5 separate regions of the Zea mays genome follow, and regions 1, 3, 4 and 5 are each linked to region 2. Evidence: chromatin contacts called from public Hi-C data. All regions are on one chromosome and are shown on one strand. The core of a region is the stretch at or near the end of the contact, and the rest is flanking DNA. Distances in the headings are between cores, read along the strand shown.

The links. A called contact is a pair of places that touch in the nucleus more often than the background predicts.
Region 1: a contact with region 2 is called in a Hi-C map of ear, with 2.7 times the contacts expected there. The contact joins the promoter of LOC100381538 here to the promoter of LOC100283490 in region 2. A contact is called at or near these places in 5 of 25 Hi-C or Micro-C datasets (bundle sheath, ear, endosperm and 1 more).
Region 3: a contact with region 2 is called in a Hi-C map of tassel, with 2.6 times the contacts expected there. The contact joins the promoter of LOC100272634 here to the promoter of LOC100283490 in region 2. A contact is called at or near these places in 2 of 25 Hi-C or Micro-C datasets (ear and tassel).
Region 4: a contact with region 2 is called in a Hi-C map of ear, with 2.1 times the contacts expected there. The contact joins the promoter of LOC100381818 here to the promoter of LOC100283490 in region 2. A contact is called at or near these places in 3 of 25 Hi-C or Micro-C datasets (ear, endosperm and leaf).
Region 5: a contact with region 2 is called in a Hi-C map of ear, with 2.2 times the contacts expected there. The contact joins the promoter of LOC100285453 here to the promoter of LOC100283490 in region 2. A contact is called at or near these places in 4 of 25 Hi-C or Micro-C datasets (bundle sheath, ear, leaf and 1 more).

What each region holds. Positions count from the first base shown.
Region 1 is chr8:43,129,921-43,132,620 of Zm-B73-REFERENCE-NAM-5.0, reverse strand. LOC100381538 reads right to left here and starts at 1,344. Exons shown (of 10, transcript NM_001174367.1): 1 at 1,202-1,344; 2 at 629-777; 3 at 417-534; 4 at 1-11. The coding sequence starts at 1,272. It also overlaps the pseudogene LOC111590075.
Region 2 is chr8:42,496,566-42,499,265 of Zm-B73-REFERENCE-NAM-5.0, reverse strand. LOC100283490 (mov34/MPN/PAD-1 family protein) reads left to right here and starts at 1,412. Exons shown (of 14, transcript NM_001156390.2): 1 at 1,412-1,758; 2 at 2,013-2,077; 3 at 2,159-2,231; 4 at 2,470-2,640. The coding sequence starts at 1,633.
Region 3 is chr8:41,781,737-41,784,436 of Zm-B73-REFERENCE-NAM-5.0, reverse strand. LOC100272634 reads right to left here and starts at 1,307. Exons shown (of 3, transcript NM_001147096.1): 1 at 1,181-1,307; 2 at 845-1,026. The coding sequence starts at 989. It overlaps LOC103635119, which reads left to right and starts at 1,623. Exons shown (of 2, transcript XM_008657665.4): 1 at 1,623-2,092. The coding sequence starts at 1,952.
Region 4 is chr8:43,406,872-43,409,571 of Zm-B73-REFERENCE-NAM-5.0, reverse strand. It overlaps LOC100381818 (dihydrolipoyl dehydrogenase), which reads left to right and starts at 1,324. Exons shown (of 14, transcript NM_001174613.1): 1 at 1,324-1,407; 2 at 1,901-2,035; 3 at 2,599-2,700. The coding sequence starts at 1,360.
Region 5 is chr8:41,937,031-41,939,730 of Zm-B73-REFERENCE-NAM-5.0, reverse strand. LOC100285453 (GATA transcription factor 22) reads left to right here and starts at 1,431. Exons shown (of 3, transcript NM_001158346.1): 1 at 1,431-1,584; 2 at 1,678-1,776. The coding sequence starts at 1,522.

The DNA.
Region 1 (2,700 bases), core at 95-2,594, 630 kb before region 2:
GACTTCCACCACTAAAAGAACAGATTTTTTTATTAACAAAACAAGATCTAGTGGTGAAAGATACCTAAAAGATCTAGTCCCTCAAAGGGTGACTAAATCATATAAATTTTACTTTTTGCCCTTTCTTTATTTCAATTACACTAATGGTGAAAGAATACTAATATGGATATTTTAGCCATCTTGTGATTAATTTAATGTGTTTTGAATAGTTTTAGTCCTTAGAACCAAACAGGGTAGAAACTAAACTTTAATCTTCTAACTAAACTTTAGTCCTTGTACTAGAGGAACCAAACGAGAACTGAGTTGCTTTGTAAACAGAGAGCTCGTGTTCGCTCTCTACTATATTAGTTGTCAAAATAAGCTGATGTAATGAACAATAAAAAAACGTTTAATCTAACATGCATTTTTCTACTTACTTGCTAAACACGTATTCGACATCGACCTTCATAGCACGACCCATGTACTTGGCTAAATCCTCCTCACCGTGCCAGTCATCGGCTTTCCTCTTCTTCCGATCCGTCAAGACCTCGTAGGCTGCAAGATGAAACCTCACTGGTCGATCAGGAATGTTCCTTTATCCGGCAGCATATATATGAGCACTCAAATCCAGTCTCCACAGAGTACATACCATCGTTGATCTCGGCAAACCGCCTGCCAGCTTCCTCATTGTTGGGGTTCTTGTCTGGGTGGTATTTCAGCGCAAGCTTGCGGTATGCCCTCTTGATTTGCTCCTCCGATGCACCCTTTGGCACTTGCAGAATCTCATAGTAGCTCTTTCTACACCATTGGTTGCACACACACAAAAAAAAAGGATTATCAGAATGATCAGTACAAACTCATCGATGCTTATAGGTAATACTGTGAAACATCGTTACGGGAGGAGTGGAAAATTGTTGAGAATTTGAGCAATCAGGACTCCAGGAACTGGGGGAACAAAATACTAGCTAGCATTAATGAACCGTAAAAAAATGCAAGAGAAGATATGGAATGCAGAAACTCTGATCATCCATCTGTGGAACAAAGCGAATTTGAGCAGCACATCATGAAAGCCCTTCGCAATTTATCTGAAACCCTTGAGCAAGATGTGGTTTTTTCGTTAACAGATTGATCTGATCTGAGGCTACTAACCGACTAGACGCGCGTGCAGCAGAACAACCCCGGATAACGAGTCGGAATTTTGTGCGAAGGATCAGGGCCGTACCCAGCAAGCGAAGACACCGTTTGGTGCAGGAGGAGGATAGCGAAGAGCAGCGCCACCCTCCTCGCCGCCATTGCTGTTGTTGTAGCGAGCGAACGGACGATCGAGCAAGCAAACGCGTCGACGCGCGGCCCCTTCGGCCTTCGTCTTCCTCCCGAGTGCCGATCGATTCAGCCCCGCGGCTCGAAAGCTTCGATGACGTCTTCGGTGCGCGGCGCGCACGGTCCGCGTGCGTCGCAATGCTGAGTCCTGGGATAATGGGGGTCGCGTGCTTTATTTTGGCCGGGCTCCTAGCCTTTATATATGGCCTATGCGGCCTGCGCCTGCAACTCCGACTCCGCACGGCGTCAACCGCCAAGCGTCCAAATCTAACCGAAATAGACGCCGTGGATCTTGGTAAGATAATCCTTGTATTATAAGAAATCAAACAAATTTGAATTTACTTAAATTTATCAAAAATATATTAATATTCATGATACCGATTAAGTATTATCAAATTAATAATAAATTATATTTTTATTGTAGTTCGAGCCATAGATATTCATAATATTTTCTAAATTTAGTTAAAAAAAATAAAGAAGTTTGACTTAGCCAAACCAAAACTTATTTTTTTTGATAAGGTAGTATTAATGAATGCTTTACATCGTAACATCGCTACCATTTTTTTTTCTAACCATCTAATACCAACATTGTCCATATTATTACAACGCATGTTGATGCATTTTTGTCATTGAGAACCTAGGCTCATTAGCTTTGCAGCCACATAATATGATGAGCGACGAAGCCACGGTGCAGGTAGGCCGTGGGCTCTGGCCTCCTGGCCACCGCTTCACCGGCCGCCATGTAGGGGCAGCCTGGGAACAAAGACCGCGCTTGCGCCGACTGCCCTCCTCGCCGCTGGGAGCCCGAGACGATGTCAGCAATGCCGCCACCATGTCACGCCTGGAATCCCTGGATGGCTACGGTTACAAGTTTAGAAATAGAGATTAAGGAATTGCCTCACACTTAAGACTCGTTCACTTACACTAAATAATATTTTATTATATTCTATATATATAATGGCAAACATATTTATGCATTGCAACATAACATACATCTTTGATTGCTTCAAGAATTACAACTATGAGATTATTTGTAATGGTCATGTTCTAATCTCTGCATCTTTAAAACACCAGTTTCGTGCGTTGTGCATCACGTACGATATGTGTAGGTCTATTTCCCTTCCCTACTTCTCGCCTAACAATGAGTCGTTACTACTACACAGATGTTCTTTGCTTTGAAAAAACATTCAAGCCTAATATACGACAGAAAGCCACACGCAACGCAACGCTCCCACATAGTATCATCTCGCTAGATGAAAGAGGACAAACGATCGAGCGTCATATAAAAAAAGGAGTCAGACTCCTTTACAATTCATACATTTCTCAGCCTTTGGACTAAGATAATATGTAATATTTGTTCTTATCAGTTTAATATCTAACATGGGGACCATATGTTCACTC
Region 2 (2,700 bases), core at 163-2,662:
ATTGAGTAACAAGTGGAAATGTGATGACTTGGCAAAATTTGTTGATTGCTAAATGTTTGATACCATGTATGATTAGATAGGTACACATTTAGTCTTAAGAGAGTCACACTAAAACTTGAAAAAGCTAAAACTTGATTTTTAGACTCAGCTAGTGCTTTTGGCAAGCAAACCCATCAACCAAACAGTTGCATGTCTAGAGGTAGAGGAGTAGACTCCTCACACCGAGTAAGTCTAGCTGAGTATTAGTATACTCAGCCTTGCTTGTGGCATAATTTTTACAGGTTCTCTGGAGGACATGGTTGCTGGAGTGACTTGGCCGTCCATCTTGCCACTGGGTTGGACAGTTGAGTGGGACCCTACCTCGGTTGAGGAGGAGCATGAGGAGTGATGGGACAGGCTTCCCCATCCCTCCATTTATCGTTAGTTTTATTCCGCTGCATTCCGAACAATGATCACTATTTTTGCTAAAACTCCGATGATGATGATGTAATAAATTTGATACTCCTTAATGTATGGTTTTATGCTTTATTGTATTTGCTCTGTGCCTCTCCATCGGGTGAGTATGTGGTACTTGATCCTGTTAGTGGCCTCGTCGGACTAGATCCGAGGGACTGACGAATTATTCCTATTTAAGTGTGGTCTAGCCTCTAAGGCAGGACTTAGGCACTTAAGTTGGAATAATTCGGACGGTTCCGCCACAATCTACTTTGTCTACTTCAATCAAGATCTCTTCCTCGAATTGATCTCTTAATTTCTAAGCGACTCTGCGTTATTTGGAGACACCCCGGGTGACCTACTGACCCGGAGCACCCTAAGGTCTCTCCCCAGGGGACGAGATCTAGGTCATATGAGGAGAAGAAGACGGCCCTGCGCCATCGCGGATCGTCCGACCCAGAGCTCGGACCATTCGGACTGCGTGCAGTGAAGGCGCCGCTTCTGCCGCCAGGTTGCGGGTCGTCCGGCCCAGAGCCGCGGACCGTCCGCGCCCCCGCAGCGAGCACTGCCAGGCAACCCGACGACCCATCGCAGACCGCCACCACAGTTCACCTCACGGAGCCGAACCTAAAGTATTGCTTATCACGAGAAAGCTCTAGGGTTCGTTGCTGTTTGATCCCAAATAGGTGGTGACCATCATAGAGGTGTTACCCCCACATTAAGGATAACCACTTTATTTTACCCTACATCATCTAAAGGTACAAAGTAACGTCAAACGGTTCATTATAGTATTGGGTGACAAAAAGACACCAACAAGTATAAAATCGGATTCTAAAATATATTTAGAATATATTAGAATAGCTTACACGACATGAATTTCTCTCAACGTTTGCTAGTCTTAGACAAAATTTTTTTTTGAGAGAAACTTAAGGACCTTCAAAATAAATAAATAAAAGATTCTTGACCTTTTTAATCCGTCAAACTTAAATTTACCGATCCTTGAAGAGCATAAGCGCCGCATCCGCCCGCAGTCCAATGTGACGACATCACGAGTTCACGACATACTGACATTCGGCAATTCCTTCCCTCCAAACTACCGAAGTCTACTTCCATTCCTTCCTTTCTCCTTTCATATACCCGCGTCGCCCACGAGCCCGCCGTGCCGACAGAGGTGTGGACCTCGCCGGAGCAGAGGCTATGGGGCCACCGCAGCCAGCCAGGCCCGGCGTCATCAACATCGAGGCCTGCGCGCGGCCGATCGCCGTCGACCACCGCATCAGCCTTCCCTACTACTTCCGCATCGCGGGCAGCCTCCTCCGACAGGTCAAAACCCTAATCATCCCCCGGAGCTCACCTGGTTGATCGCTCCTTCGTTTCTAGATCTCATCTCTTGTCGCTTGACGTATAGCTTTTTGGTTTTTTAACGGGCGACTTGGTCGCAGTGGCAGTTCACCTCGGTGGTTTTGGGCGATGAGATTCGACGAATTGGGGATTATTTTTGTTATGTCATTAATGCGATTGCTAAAGTGTTGAGAATTAGATCGTGTTTAATCTTGGTACTCCGATGTTGTTGGCAGGCTAATATATATCGGAACGAGAGTAACTTCCTCGACCTATATGTCATCCTTCTGAGATACTCGAGGTGGGCTGGACATTCAGTCACATTCATGCAGGCGGTTGGTTATGTGTATTAGTGTTATAGTTAACATCTGATTGGTTGCAGCTTGCTGTGTGAAACAATTCCGAGGCATCGTGATTACCATGCCTTCAAGTTAAGAGAAAAGGCATTTTTTGATGTAATTTCTCTCAGCTCAACGTTAAAGATTATTTATATTATTCAAAGTCGGAGAAGTGTACAATTTTGCATGGTTGAATATCACATATCTCTATTTTTAGATATACTTTTGAGCAAGTCTTTTCTGATCCCAGATGTTCTTTTGCGTTCTCCAATCCATCTCTGAATTCCTTTCTTGTGACTGGTCTTGTATGATTTTCCCCAGATGCTTATCTAAAATGAATGGTCTTTTGTTGCAGAAACTTGTTGATGTTATCAAAGAACTTGAGACATTGAAGCCAGTTGTGCAGCGGCAGATTGCCGATCATAACAGAGGAGGTACTGTGGAATCTAATATGAATAGTCTAAATGGAGACAATGGTACAACTCATAGGATAGAGCAGCATACTCCAAGCTCTTATACTCCACAGGTATGCACCGCATTTCCTAGCCTGTAATATTGTGAAGCATTCTGCGAAAAAGAGATGGAG
Region 3 (2,700 bases), core at 58-2,557, 710 kb after region 2:
TTGATGGAGATGATTTTAGTACGTTCCCAGCTACTTCGTATATCTTAGTGTGACCGGTGACGTTTGTTAGAAATAAAAAAAATTATGAGAGACTCAGCTAAATTGCTACATTATATAAGCCTAAGGGAGGTTTTAATAAAACTCTATGGCCTTAGGAGCGGTTGAGAGTGCTTGAGCCTAACCCGGCCCACCGCTACTTTCTTCACTAAATGTGACCAAGTGGGCTTCATGTAGAGAGATAGAAACTAAAAAAACTTCATATTACGGCCAGACCCTGTTTGAAAGACTTCACTTTAAAAATTATAGTTTCGATTTTCCAATTTCACTGTAAAACAACTTCAACAAATTAGTAAGACAGGGTTAAAGAATATGTTTAGCTTGCACATAGACTCTAGCTTCTGTAATACAATGAATTTGTGTGAGTTTTTTTTAATTAATCTTCATGATTAGCGGGTGGAGAAAAAGACATGAATCGACAGGTCACGTAACCAATACTATGATGTGTAATTTTGGTGCAACCTCACGAGAATGCATAAAAACAATGCTTTTGAAGTACCTTTTAAGGAGTTTCAAAAATTTTATGAAGTTGACCTCTAGTTTCAGTTTTTTAAAGATAGAGCTTGTGCAGCTAGACCTGTTTGAATAGAAAAAACTAAAATAGACTCAAAATTATTGAAATGAAGCAACGGGGCCTAAAGTCTACCTGTCAGGTGGTCAGGTCCATATAAAACAATGGGCACCGCATATTTTTAATTTAAAGTCCAACGTAGACATTCAAATTTAAATAGATCCTACCCAGATGCACCGAAAGCAAAGAGTTGAATTGAATACGCAAATCGACTACCCTTGAGAAGAAAAGTGCTAACTATTTCAGATCGCAATATTTGCCGCTGCGTCGTCTTGCATGCAGTTTTCTTTGCGCCGACTGTATCTTGCGAAGCCCCATTGATCTCCAGATCTGATTCTCTTCTATGAGATGGAAGGGTCATCGTGTTTCCCCTGCTGTTCCTTCGTCTGGCGGGATCACTGTGCCATGGAAGAGCATCAAGAACAGAGTCAAATTTAGTTGAGAAAAGGAGGGGCGGTTAGGACACTATCTCGGGGCTATTCGTGCAGCTCATGGAGATGTTCTGCAAGGAAAAAAACCATATCGGTATATTCAGGGGTGGAAGAGGATTACCGCGTGAGGAATGAATCCCGATGCGACAGAACGAGCTTGTTAGGTCGTCGACGACGCTACAACCGATGCGCAACACAAGGCTCGAAGCACAACAGCATTGGCTCCTCTCTCTAGATCGGTGCGTGTCTCTGCGACAGAGGGAAGCTTGTGTGTGAGCTTTTATCGTCAGAAGCTTGGTTCGACTGTTTCTCTCTCTGTGCGTCCCTGTGACATTACGACTGAGAGCAGAGCATCTAACGTAACGGCGCAGCCAGAACATGACTAGGAAAGACCTTGAGCTCAAGTCAATGGCGCCAATAGGCGCGGGCTGGGCTGGCGACCTAGTAGAGATAAGAAAAATCAAAACGCGGTAGGAAATGCGCGTGGTGTATATTCATTCAAATACGGTACAGGAAACGTCATTCTCTTCTATAAAATGCCGGGCTCCACCCTGGCCCCGGGCAGAAGAAGACGACGACGACAACGACGACTTGAGTACTGCCAGCGAGTCGCGCGCACAGCATCGTCCTCCACAACGTGTACAGCCTACCAATATGACCGTGTAAATATTAATTAAGGTCCTCTACTCTTGTTTCCATCTCCGTGCCGCGTGATTATATTGTTGCCTCAAGCTGGGTCCGCCCGTCTTCTTCTTCCTCCTCAGCTAATTTCCATTATTCCGTTCCAATTTCCAACCGCACCCAGGAGCAAGTCTGGGTTCGCGCCACAGTTGGAGTTTCGACGGGTCTCGGTCGGGGGTGGTGCCTTCGTCGCGGCCGTTCGACCTACACCATGGAATCGCCGCAGCAGCAAGCCCCACCGCCGAGCCAGGGAGCTAGCTCTGGAAGCTGCGACGCTCCTCTGCAGCTAGCAGCTCGATATGGTGCCACCGTACCACGTACATCCTCGCCACCTGCCTCAGTCACTCGGCCGGTGAGCTTATCTGCAGCCCATACTAGTTCAAAGCAGTTTCAAATTACAAATTTGAGTTCTTTACAAACTTGCACTTTCGTGCACCCCAATTACAAAGCTGTTTTATGTTGATTAATTAGATGTATTCCAGATTAAATTTCGAATATAAATTATGACCAACAATAAATATTTTAGGTTTCTTTTCCATAACAAATAAACTAACAACTTACCTAACAGCATAATTATAAATATACATCATACATCTACCATAATAGATGACCTAAAGTATGAGGTTAAATCATATAACGCGTACTGATCAGACATACTGGTAGACGAGCACGAGTGAAAATAGTAGGGTCGACAGCGTTGAAGCAGACAAGTAGCAGGGTCGATGACGTCGAAGCAGCATGGTCGACGAGAAGAACGTGAGCAGTCGCGTGAAGATGCTTTTCAAAAACTTTATTCGTCCTCTCCCGGTGCAGGATCTCGAAGGCGACCGATTTCGGACACCTGCTATCTCGATCGCAGATGCATGTCAACAGCCGGGATGAAGAGGAACACGATGGCGACGCAGCTGTGAACAGAGGCGAAAACCTAACTTATGTTGGGATGGGTTTGGCGCTGGCTGT
Region 4 (2,700 bases), core at 75-2,574, 910 kb before region 2:
CCACGGCGCCGCCCTCCATGCAGTCGAGAAGGTTGGTTCCGCTCAGGCTGTTCTGCAGGTCACGCTAGGGGTGTGTAATAATGTATGGTGGTTGCCACTGTCGTCGTTATCTGGTCAAATGTACATCGAAAGATGGTGGCGCCAGCTCTCTAAGCTTGCTTGTACTTTTTTTATTAGCCGAGGTTAATGAGTAGAATTGCCTTAGGCGTTGCTTGTTAGCTAGGAATCTGTTTTAAGTAAGGCGAGAGCTGCAGGTCTGCTAAAATTCAACCGGAATATAGCAAGATAGTACATGCTTCTGTTCTGTGGCCTGGTGCTAGATCTTAGTTGATTAGAAAATCTCTCTGAACTTTTGTTTTGTTGATCCTATAATTTTATCATTTAAAGATATTTTAGTAGTTCAATAAAGTAATAGTAATGTTGTATTATAGTAATTAAATATCAATATTGAACAATCGAAAAATAGTGAGAAGATGGAAGAAGCGGTTGCAAGGTGCCTATGGATATATGACTTCTCTTACTTAGAATTTACTGGGCTGGTTTTTTTCCTCAACTAAGTACTTGTGACAGTAAATTTTATACTAATAAGATTAATAATTGTGCTTGCTCTATGCTTTTATATGTTAATTATTTGAGTATTTCTGTTGGTGGCATGGTGCTCACTAATCGGGGCTAGTGGATTGGCATATTTTCTTCATAATTTACTGCTAAAAGGATGATGAAAGGTTCCCCTCTCTCTCTCTCTTAACATGTGTATTGCTTAATTGTATTTTGTTCTTATTACTCTGGTTAATCAGACATAATAAATAGGAACAATATATAGTGTTTGTGTTTTGCAAATATTCTGGCATTGCCTTCAAGAAGGGACAAAGGTAGATTTTTTTATTTTCTTCTTGAAATTATGCTGTTATTGTCGCCAGTGCATTTAGTTTGCTTTGAATATATTGGAAACTATGATATACTATCATTTTTTTTCCTTTCACGTAGGATTATTGCTTTGCTAGTTCTGATGGCTGCCAAAGTCTCGACTTAGTATGTGTTTTTTCTCTTTCACAGTAATGGTTAACTATCTGGATGGCAGTAGGCATATAACCCATCAATTCGTGTCTGGGGTTTTAGGAACTATCCTGTTAATGAAATTTCATTATTGGTACAGAATTCCATGTGTTTTGAACATGGACCTTTATCTATGCTGCCAGCAATTGAACTCACATATTCAATAAGTTTTTTTAATGATTTTTGAAAAAATGTCTCATGTAGGGTTTGAAAACTGCCATAATTGAGGGAGACGTCGTGGGTGGAACTTGTGTCAACAGAGGCTGTGTTCCGTCAAAGGCTCTCCTTGCTGTAAGTGGTAGGATGCGAGAACTTCAAGATGAACATCACATGAAATCACTGGGCCTACAGGTGATATTCTCATAATGGAACTACTGGTTGTTGTGTGTGTTTTTATGTATCAACAATGATTTGCAAAATGCTAGGAACCTCAATGTACAATCATGATGAATCTACCCTGTGCTAGTTGTTTTACAATTGAGTGTTGGCTCATCTATTTGATTGGCCAATTAACAATGTTTCAGTAGATTCTTTTCTTAGCTTAAGAACTGTAATAAATTCAAAGGACACTTTTGTCACAGTAACTCCAGTTTGTAAATGATGTAAGTCAAGTGTTCTTACACTTTTTGAATTTATTATGTTCATCTTTGATTCTTTTCAAAATTTATGATGCCTTGTCTTTGCTCCAAGTATATGTTGGCATATACTGCATTCGATTTCAAAAACAAAAATCAACCCAGAATTTACCTTTTCTCTTAAACCATTAGCTATGATGTGTATACCTTTTCCCTTTGTATCAAGTTATTCATCCCTTGACCCTAATCATTTGTGATGGTTGTAATAGGTCTCATCACCAGGATATGACAGGCAGGTTGTTGCTGACCATGCAAATAATCTTGCATCTAAAATCCGCAGCAACTTGACTAATTCAATGAAAGCTCTGGGTGTGGATATACTCACTGGTATTGGCACCATTGTGGTGGGTCACCTACATCTTTCCTGTGTTTGTCTTAAAAATCAAATATTTTGTTATTAAAATGTCATGTTGGTTGCAAGCATCATCTTGTCCAGGTATAAGACCTCATTTTTCAATTGCTATTCTTAGTTATCAACAGATTATGCTTGGCTAAATTGCAGGGATCTGTATCCTAAGTATAGGCCTTTTCCAAATTATTAAAAGACTTGTACTCCCTCCATTCCAAATTTTAAGTTGTTTTGGCTTTTCTAGATACATAGTCATAGTGTATATCTAGGTGCATAGCAAAAGCTGTTTATCTAGAAAAGCCAAAATGACATACAATTTGGAATGAGGGAGTATATGTTTAGCACTACTATGACAAAATCTGCCAATTTATGTTGCAACTGGGATACTACAATGTGCATCTACCTGAAAGAATTGTGAGCTAGGTATTATTTAAATCTGAAAAATATTTGTATGCTGCCATATAAACATTGAGTTGAGCTATGTCTGCTATATAGTCTTTCAAATGTTGTCTGAGTATCATTTGTAGTGATTAAATATTCTGTTTCTGATATCTGTAGGGGAAGCAAAAAGTGAGATATGGGAAAGTTGGTTTCCCAGACAATGAAATCACTGCTAGAAACATCATAATTGCCACTGGATCTGTTCCTTTTGTCCCCAAG
Region 5 (2,700 bases), core at 182-2,681, 560 kb after region 2:
AGACTTTAGACTATGAGAACTACTAGTCTACTACTAAGGCCGTGATAGCGTAAGCCCCAAGCCTCTGTGCTGGCCAGTAAGCCGTGACGTCAGGCTTCTTCAAGCCTAAGTTTTATGTTATTGTTATTTAAGCGAAACACGTCATAGATGGCCGTATCGCGTTTCAACCATGTCTCCAGGTAAGTGTGGATTCTAAAACAAAACAAAATAACACAAGTGGTCATATCAGTAAATGTGGAGTTTTCCCTTTTTAGCCTAAAGAAGTTTAGCATTGACGCGTTTAGCTATTTACCTCAACTGTTAGCACGTTGTGCTGCTTGGTTCACCAAAAGTAACATAAATGACAACAATAATAATTCACGCTCGATTACCTGCGGTAATAAGTTTGAATAGATCGGTATTAGTTTCTAATGTGGGATCTAACTACGGTTGAACTTAAACAAATATGATTTAATATTATCAATTCCTTTTTATATTTACAAATGCGTGAACCAAACAATATCTTAAAAGTTTTAGGTACCTTATCCCTGAAACATTATCTTTATCTTCTTCTAATAAAACAACAACCGATAGCCTTACTTTTAAAAAAATCACCACTCAAATAGATGCTAAAAAGGTCAGATACCCATAAAAAAACACTAGAATATTCCCCCCACACAACGATTCTTCGTTGCGGCCTCATTTTTCCTACGGTTGGATTTTCTACGGTTGCACAACTCTAATTTTAAAAGCTCAATGAAGGCGGATCCCTTATGTATATATAGTTGGGTGTTTTATTATTATTTATTTGTACAGAGAATTTTGAGATCAAACTGAACTTGGCTAACTAATAGTGGCATAACTTTTCAAGATTAAAAGGGTACTCTCTGTTTCGCTCACTGAATGCATATGAAAGTGAGATGTCTATGACAGCAACACATTAGTATATTATTTTTTTAGATAATGAAACCATAAGCGTCCGGCTTCTTCCCTCACGAAGGAATACGCAGGGCATAAATAGATGAGATAAACTTTAACATGAACAGTGCTCTGATCAAATCTCGACGCTTAAAACAAACAAAATCGAACGGCCTGACTAATGGTACGTGAGCTATTAGCTATTTTTTTATCCTAAACTACAAGACGTCGTTATAATATTATTAGCTAAATTATGTCCTTTCTTTAAGTATATAGTTGAAAATAATCTGATTAAATGGAGTAGTTTTGAGGTCCCTTTCAGATTTCAGTCATGCTTCAATCAAACCCAGCGATACAAAAACAGAAAAGAAAGAATCTTTTCCAGGGCGGCCGCAAAGGACACGTCACCTCTTCGTCTACGTGATACATGCGTAGGCATCACCGCATCAGAACTCTCAGACTCTAGTACTCTACCACACACACATCCCCCTTCCCTTCCCTTCCCCGCAACTACCCTCTACTCTCTACTGCACGCTTCTACTATCTAAGAAACAACGCACACGGGCCGAAACTAAATTTCTCCAAGCGCGCAATCCTGTCGCCAACCCCGGCCACGGATCGGGGATGTCGTCTGCTGCGGGCCGCGCGCCGGCGCCGACGCCGATGGGCTCCGCCGATCGCTGTAAGGTACATCCATCGGCTCTCGTCTCCGCTCTCTCTTCCTCTCCTTTGCTCCGAGCTCTGTCATCCCGGTCTGCTTCCTGCGACCCGCCGTTGCAGATCGACGGGATCGTGGCGGCGGAGAAAGCCACCAGGAGCTGCGTCGAATGCCGCGCCACCACCACGCCCATGTGGCGCAGCGGCCCGACCGGGCCCAGGGTAAGCTAGCTCATGATCGCCCTCCCTCCTCTCCTCTTGTTAGCCAGGCTAGCAGCTCCGTGCGTATAGCGTTCGTCCGCACCAGATTGGGGATTCCTGGTCGCTGGTTTGGTTGCTGATCTTGATCAACTTAGCTATGTATACACACGACTCCAATAGTCGTCCTGCGTATACTTACTACTCGTTTTTCCTGGTTGTATTGGAGTATATAGGATAGGATATGTGTGATCATCTATCTATTCATAATAACCTTATTAATTTACTACCGACCTCGTATATAGTGAATGTTGGATTCAAATTCGGTCGAGGAAAGCAGTAGGATGAAATGGAGGCACCAAAGACCAAGTCCAATTGGTGCAGTGTGTTCTAATCGGAGACAGCTAGCTAAGAACGATCCAGCCACATTCCACCAAATCTAGCCTGTGCGCCCAAGGTCTTCTAGTTTTTGTGTTTTTTTAATTTTAATTCCATAGGCAACATGCTGACGCGGTACCATCAACGTGAGCTGTCACTCCGAGACAAGCACGCTGTTTGAGGGTCTATTCAGCGAAGTCTTCTTTTGCTCTTACCGGCCAAATGCTTGAAAGTGGATTTGACGATGGAGGAGCTATTTGCATTTGAGATAAATGAAACTGCTCTATTAGTTTTTCATGGAAATATTGCTTTTATATTCATACTAATACTTCTTGACTTGTTGATATTTCTCTCTATCCAATTGGACTGCAAGTTGGTAGTTAGGTGAGCTGTTCCTCCCAACAGTGCTAAAAACCGAGCCAATGATGTGCTGGGAGAAAAAAAAAGATACTTTATCCACTTTGATTCCCCTAGCTGAAAACAGATGATTACATTCAGTCTATACCCTTAAAACAAATCGAATGCAGTCACTTTTTTTTCTCTCCCTTAACTCGTTTCAATTCTGCTGGC